2 separate regions of the Rattus norvegicus genome follow, and region 2 is linked to region 1. A link is a contact called in public Hi-C data. All regions are on one chromosome and are shown on one strand. Each heading gives the region's core, a stretch centred on a gene start, on an enhancer-like site or on the middle of the called end of the contact. The rest is flanking DNA. Distances are from core to core; before and after follow the strand shown.

Region 1 (2,583 bases), core at 39-2,538:
GAGAGGGGTTGCTCTTAATTTTCTATACTTTCACCTCATTATAAATCCCAGTGGTTAGGTTCGTTCTGGTGCTGCTTGCTGTTTTGTGAGTCCTTGTGTCTCCATCACAGCGTCTTTGTTACTGTAACTCTTAAGCTTGAAAATCTGCATCAGCCAGATGGGGTAGATGCACTCTCCCCTGTTCTTCTATTAAACACAGCAACCATCCCTGGACATCAAGTGTGAAACAAAAACAAGACTTTGAAATCAGAGTGGAGCAGGCACACTGGGCCCCTGGGACCTGGGGGATGACAACCCTTAACTGGAGGGACCCTCTGGTTTCTCTTTATGCAAGAATATCAGCAGCCTCGAAACAGGCGATTAAGACTGCTCCTCTCAGTCAGAAAGCTAGGAAAGCTACTTAGCAAGACTTAGATGATAGGTACCTTGTTCAGGGCAAGTACGGTGCGAAGAGCCCGCACCCCAGATGCCTGACCTAGATTTCCACCCTGTGAGGTAGCAACACTGTCTCGGCATTCCTACCAGCATAGTGTCGGAGGGTTGTAAGGGAGTGAGGCCCCCTGCTTCCTCCACACAGGTTCCAGTTATCCTACTCAAGTCATCAGGCTGTGAAGCTCAGTCTTCTCCCTGTCCCCTCTCTCTCCTTCCCCCCAGTCCCCTCTCTCTTCCCTGTCTCTGCCTTCCTTAGACTGTCTATCCCTCTTTTCTCCTCCCCACTACATCCACTCACTAGGAGGTCAACAATTAATCTGATGATCTCGCTTCAAAAACCGTCTTAGAGAAGCTTGCTGCAAATTGGTTGAACTTGTCCTATGATTCGTGGCCTCTTGGGTGCTTAGAGCTCCTGAAGGACGGGGCTGGGTCCTTCTCAAGTGACACTGGCAGAGTTACCTGGGTAGATCTGAGCAGATTTGTAAACCTGTAGGCTCAGTTTGTGCCTACTTCTCTTCCACCAAACGGGACATCCCGGTCTACTTCTCTTGTCCCAACCGAGACATCCCGGTCCTGGGCTTTTATGTGATTTCTTCTTCCCTTGTCCTCTTCCCCATCCCAATCCTTCTCCCTCCTCCTTTCTCCTTTCCCTAGTCTAGCAACTAACTCCTCGCCCTCCCTTCTCCCTCCTTCTCCTCCCTCTCCCATTGCGCAGCTGCAGTTCCCCCGGCAGCCGGCAGAGGGATCCTGCCGGGCCTCGCCCCGCGGTGCGCGCTTCCTGTAAAGTCAGGTGGGAGGAAGCGGCCGCCCTTGGACGTCGAGCCCGGAGAGCGGTGCGCGCAGGTGGGTGGTACTGGCGCCGGGTCCGGGTCCGCGCCCCTCCCCACCGCTGCGGGCCCTGGAGCCACGCCTGACCGAGGTGCTGCAGGGGCACGGGTGGCCCAGCCTGCGGGATGACGCCGCGCGGAACCGCGACCCTGGCGCTCCACGCTGCGCTCCTCCCCTGGCCCAGCCTGCCTAGGTGCCCCGGCAGGTAGAGCGTTGAGAGGAGCACGGAGGAGCTCCTTGGGTGACAGGGCCTGGCCTGGCAGGTAGAGCTGCAAAGCTGGGGTCCCCCAGAGCTGGAGCTGCAGTTGCAGCTCACACCCCGTGAGGTGGGAGGGATGAACCTCGTCCTTTAGCATGGGTGCTCCCTGCAGCCATGGGACGGGGGGGGGGGGGGGGTGCTCTCTGCAGCGGAGGTCCGCCCTCCCCAGCCCCGGGTTCTGCCACCGGGTGGTGACCTTAGGGGATTCAGACAGATCCTTAGCCCTTGCTCTTTTGGCTTTTGGCAATGCTTTGAAACCGCGCCCTAACCCCGTTTCTTGTTTTTCTTTTCTTTTCTTTTCTTTTCTTTTCTTTTCTTTTCTTTTCTTTTCTTTTCTTTTCTTTTCTTTTAAGTTAGCATACAAAATACTGCCTTCCCTCTTGTTTCTTTTTTGGGGCAGGGTTTCACTTAGCTGAAGCTGACCTTTAACCCCTGACCTTCCAGTCTGTACTTCCTGGAGTCCTAGTGGCTGATTATGGGTGTGCACAACTTGGCCAGGGCCCTGGGACCGACCTCCCCTCCCCCTCCCCCTTCCTTGCTTGCATTATTTTTACCTGTTTTCATTAATAGGACAAGCACCTGCCAAGGGTGGGTTACCATATGACCGCTACTGAAAAACATCCTCTCTCGATTAACCCATTATCTGTAGCAGGCCCTTTGAGGTCAGGGGAAAGATCTGTTTGCAGTCTCTAGACAACAATCAGCTTTTATTGCAGGTCCAGCCCAGCAGAAATTCACAGCGTCTAGGGAGAATGGTGAGGATCTTGGCCAATGGGGAGATCGTTCAGGATGATGACCCCCGAGTGAGGACTACCACCCAACAGAGGAATAGCAGCCCCCGGCAGGTAGGTATCCATCCTGAAGAGAAGGGTAGCGGCTGGTCCCAACTCCCAGAAGTCTCAAACTGCCTTCTTACCTTCTGTAGCAGTGTCTCTCTACCTTCCTAATGCTGTGACCCTGTAATACAGTTCCTCATCTTGTGCTGACCCCCCGATCTTAGAATTATTTTCATCACTCCTGCGTAACTACAGTTTTGCTACTGTTATGAACCGTAACGTAAATAC
Region 2 (2,583 bases), core at 34-2,533, 75 kb before region 1:
ATAGAGGGGCTATGCTAAGGCACAGGGGCAGGAAGTCTCCATGTTCCCGAGAAAGGTAGAAGAGGTCCAGCCTGGGCTATCTGGGCAGTGGGTGCTGGGATGTCTTGATTTCCCCTGCCCAGTTCCCCCGGAGGGAACTGCCAGGGAGGGTTGTCTACATGCCAGCAGGTTCTCACCGCCTCCCTCTCTGTCCTCAGTTTCTTGGTGTGCTGCTAACACTACTATACATCACCCGTGTGGAGGACATCATCTTGGAGCACTCTGTCACGGATGGATTGCTGGGACCTGGTGCCAAGTCTAGCACAGACACAGCAGGCACTGGATGCTGTCTGTGCTATCCCGATTAGGACCTGGCCTGGCACAGTAGCCCCAGCCAGACTGTACTGCAAAGTGCATCTACGTCTACACAAGCTGGACAGGACCAGCTGCAGCTCCTCTGCCCGCCCACGGCACTGACCAAAGCCCAGGGTGTATGTGCCTGTGTATGGTGTCTGATGGCCACTCCTCCCAGGGGAAAGCGGAACCCTGTGGGATCCCGGGGAACAGGGATGGCCCAGCCACAGTTCTGAGCCCCAGAGAAGGAAGCTCGGGGCTCAGTGTGGGCTCTTTTTATTTCTGGCAGTGCCTTGGCCAGTGGTCATGTTGCCCCTTCGAGGGCAGTTTTGCAGTGATTTTTTTTTTTAAAGGAGAGAAGGGAGTGCATCTGTTCAATGGGGCAGGAAGTGCTGGGAGCAGCACACTGCTCTTGACGTGAGGTTGGACCGTGTCTCAAATTCCCAGGTGCCTTGAGTCCTCTGGAAGGCTCCTGCTCCACCCACCCATTTTCTACATGCTTTGTTTTTTTTTAATAACCATCTTTTGTATACAATTAACAAGAGTTTCTGGCTACTCAAAACTAGCCACCGCCAATTCAGTCCACTCATCCCTCCCAGTCAGTTCATTAATTGGCCAATAAAGATGTGATTTTTGGAATGGTCATTCACTTGTGCTATTTGGAAGGCTCTTGTCCGGTTGAAAGAAGGCTGCCTCGAGGGGCGTGGGGGGTGGAGATTGGTATAGCTTGGGACACTGAGGTCAGGGAGGAAGAATGGACAGCATTGGTATTTCACACACTAGGGGAAACTGAGGCTCTACAAGTACAGAAATGGTTACATGGAGAAGTAGCTAAATCCAGGGGTCAGGAAAGAGAACGGTGGATACAAGATTACCCGCGCTATAGAAAGTAACCGTGGTAGGGATCTGTAGACTGTAGACAAGGACCCATGCTAAGCAAAGCTTGGTGCTGGCTGCCCCCTGCTGGAGACAGCTGGCCTTGCAGGAACAGTCAACCCAAGCGTGTGTCATCCTAACCCTACGGGGGGGGGGGGGTTTCTAGGTTTTCTGTGAGATTCTTACACAGGGCAATAGATATAAAACAAAAATCTCAAATCTAACTAAGCCTGAGGTAGGAAATTCCTCTCACCAGAGAAGCTTGGGTTCTGTAGGAGGAAGGGTGGAGGCAGGGCTTAAAAAAGAGCACTGTGACCATGAACACGGCAGAGGCCAGTCGAGGCCAGACCTAAACATTTAGCATAAGTGATAACTTTTGATATTCACAGCTGTTTGTAGTCATCTCTATCATCTTAATTTTGTTAATATGGAAACAGAGGCACAGTTAATAACTTGTTGAGGCTCAGGACTGCTTATCTATGTGTATAGACAGACTCCCCTAGGTGTGCAAAACCACGCATGGCTGGGCTGCTGCCCCCCATGCTCCCTATGGACGCTTCTGCCCATCTCCCTTTGGTTGTTGAGACAGCGTCTCATGTAGCCCAGGCTGGCCTCAAACTTACTGTGTAACCAAGGATGACCTTAAACTTCAGATTCTTGTTTCATACTGAGGAATGCTGGGACTTCAGATGTGTTCCGCCACACCCCATTTATGGAATTTGGGGACTGGAAGTTCTTTATCTCCTTGGTCTCACTGAGCCCCTTTGATCAGGACACAGGGCTGTGTGGTGAGCCTTCTGGCTCTGGCTTCAGCTATTCTCAGTATCTTTCCGTTTCCAGAGGAGAGGGCAGACCCCCATGGTACAGTAATATGGCTGGGACACCCAGAGGGCTTGGGACCAGAGCCTGGGGACTCTGTCATTCTCTTTCTCTGGGATGGAGGTTGGTGCCTATACAGGCCCCAGTTCCTATATGCTCTCTAACCGACAAAGAAAATAAATCCCCAGGGAGAGAGCCCTGCCAGCCAGTCTCAGGGTTCACCTACTATGGCACCCTTCTGTTACCCAATGCCAAGGACGCCATCTTGCCACCTTGTCTCCCAAGAATAGAAAATAACCTTCAAGGGGCTGGAGAGATGGCTCAGTGGTTAAGAACACTGACTGCCCTTCCAGAGGTCCTGAGTTCAATTCCCAACAACCACATGGTGGCTCACAACCATCTGTAATGGGATCTGATGTCCTTTATTGGTGTGTCTGAAGGCAGCAACATTGTATTCATAAACTAAATAAATCTTTAAAAATATAACAGAAGAACCCTCAAGACTAGTCCCTTTCCTCACCCACATGGGCTTTAGTTTTGAAGATTTTTGTTACA

What was found. Hi-C and Micro-C count contacts between places; a contact is called where the count stands out from the background.
Region 2: a Hi-C map of hepatocytes shows a contact between it and region 1, with 2.1 times the contacts expected there. The contact joins the enhancer-like site here to the promoter of Fam241b in region 1. A contact is called at or near these places in 12 of 12 Hi-C or Micro-C datasets (the A7r5 cell line, the Rat2 cell line, Schwann cells and 7 more) and 1 of 1 datasets of contacts at active chromatin or transcription factors (oligodendrocytes).

What each region holds. Positions count from the first base shown.
Region 1 is chr20:30,596,549-30,599,131 of GRCr8, reverse strand. It overlaps Fam241b (family with sequence similarity 241 member B), which reads left to right and starts at 1,288. Exons shown (of 3, transcript NM_001127452.1): 1 at 1,288-1,523; 2 at 2,236-2,364. The coding sequence starts at 2,272.
Region 2 is chr20:30,671,666-30,674,248 of GRCr8, reverse strand. Tspan15 (tetraspanin 15) reads left to right here. Exons shown (of 8, transcript NM_001115032.1): 8 at 198-978. The coding sequence ends at 347. Among named protein-coding and RNA genes, the nearest start is that of Tspan15, 45 kb to the left of the region's middle. Within about 2 kb of position 1,283, at least 7 of the 93 cell types and tissues checked have an H3K27ac peak or open chromatin away from gene starts, as enhancers often do.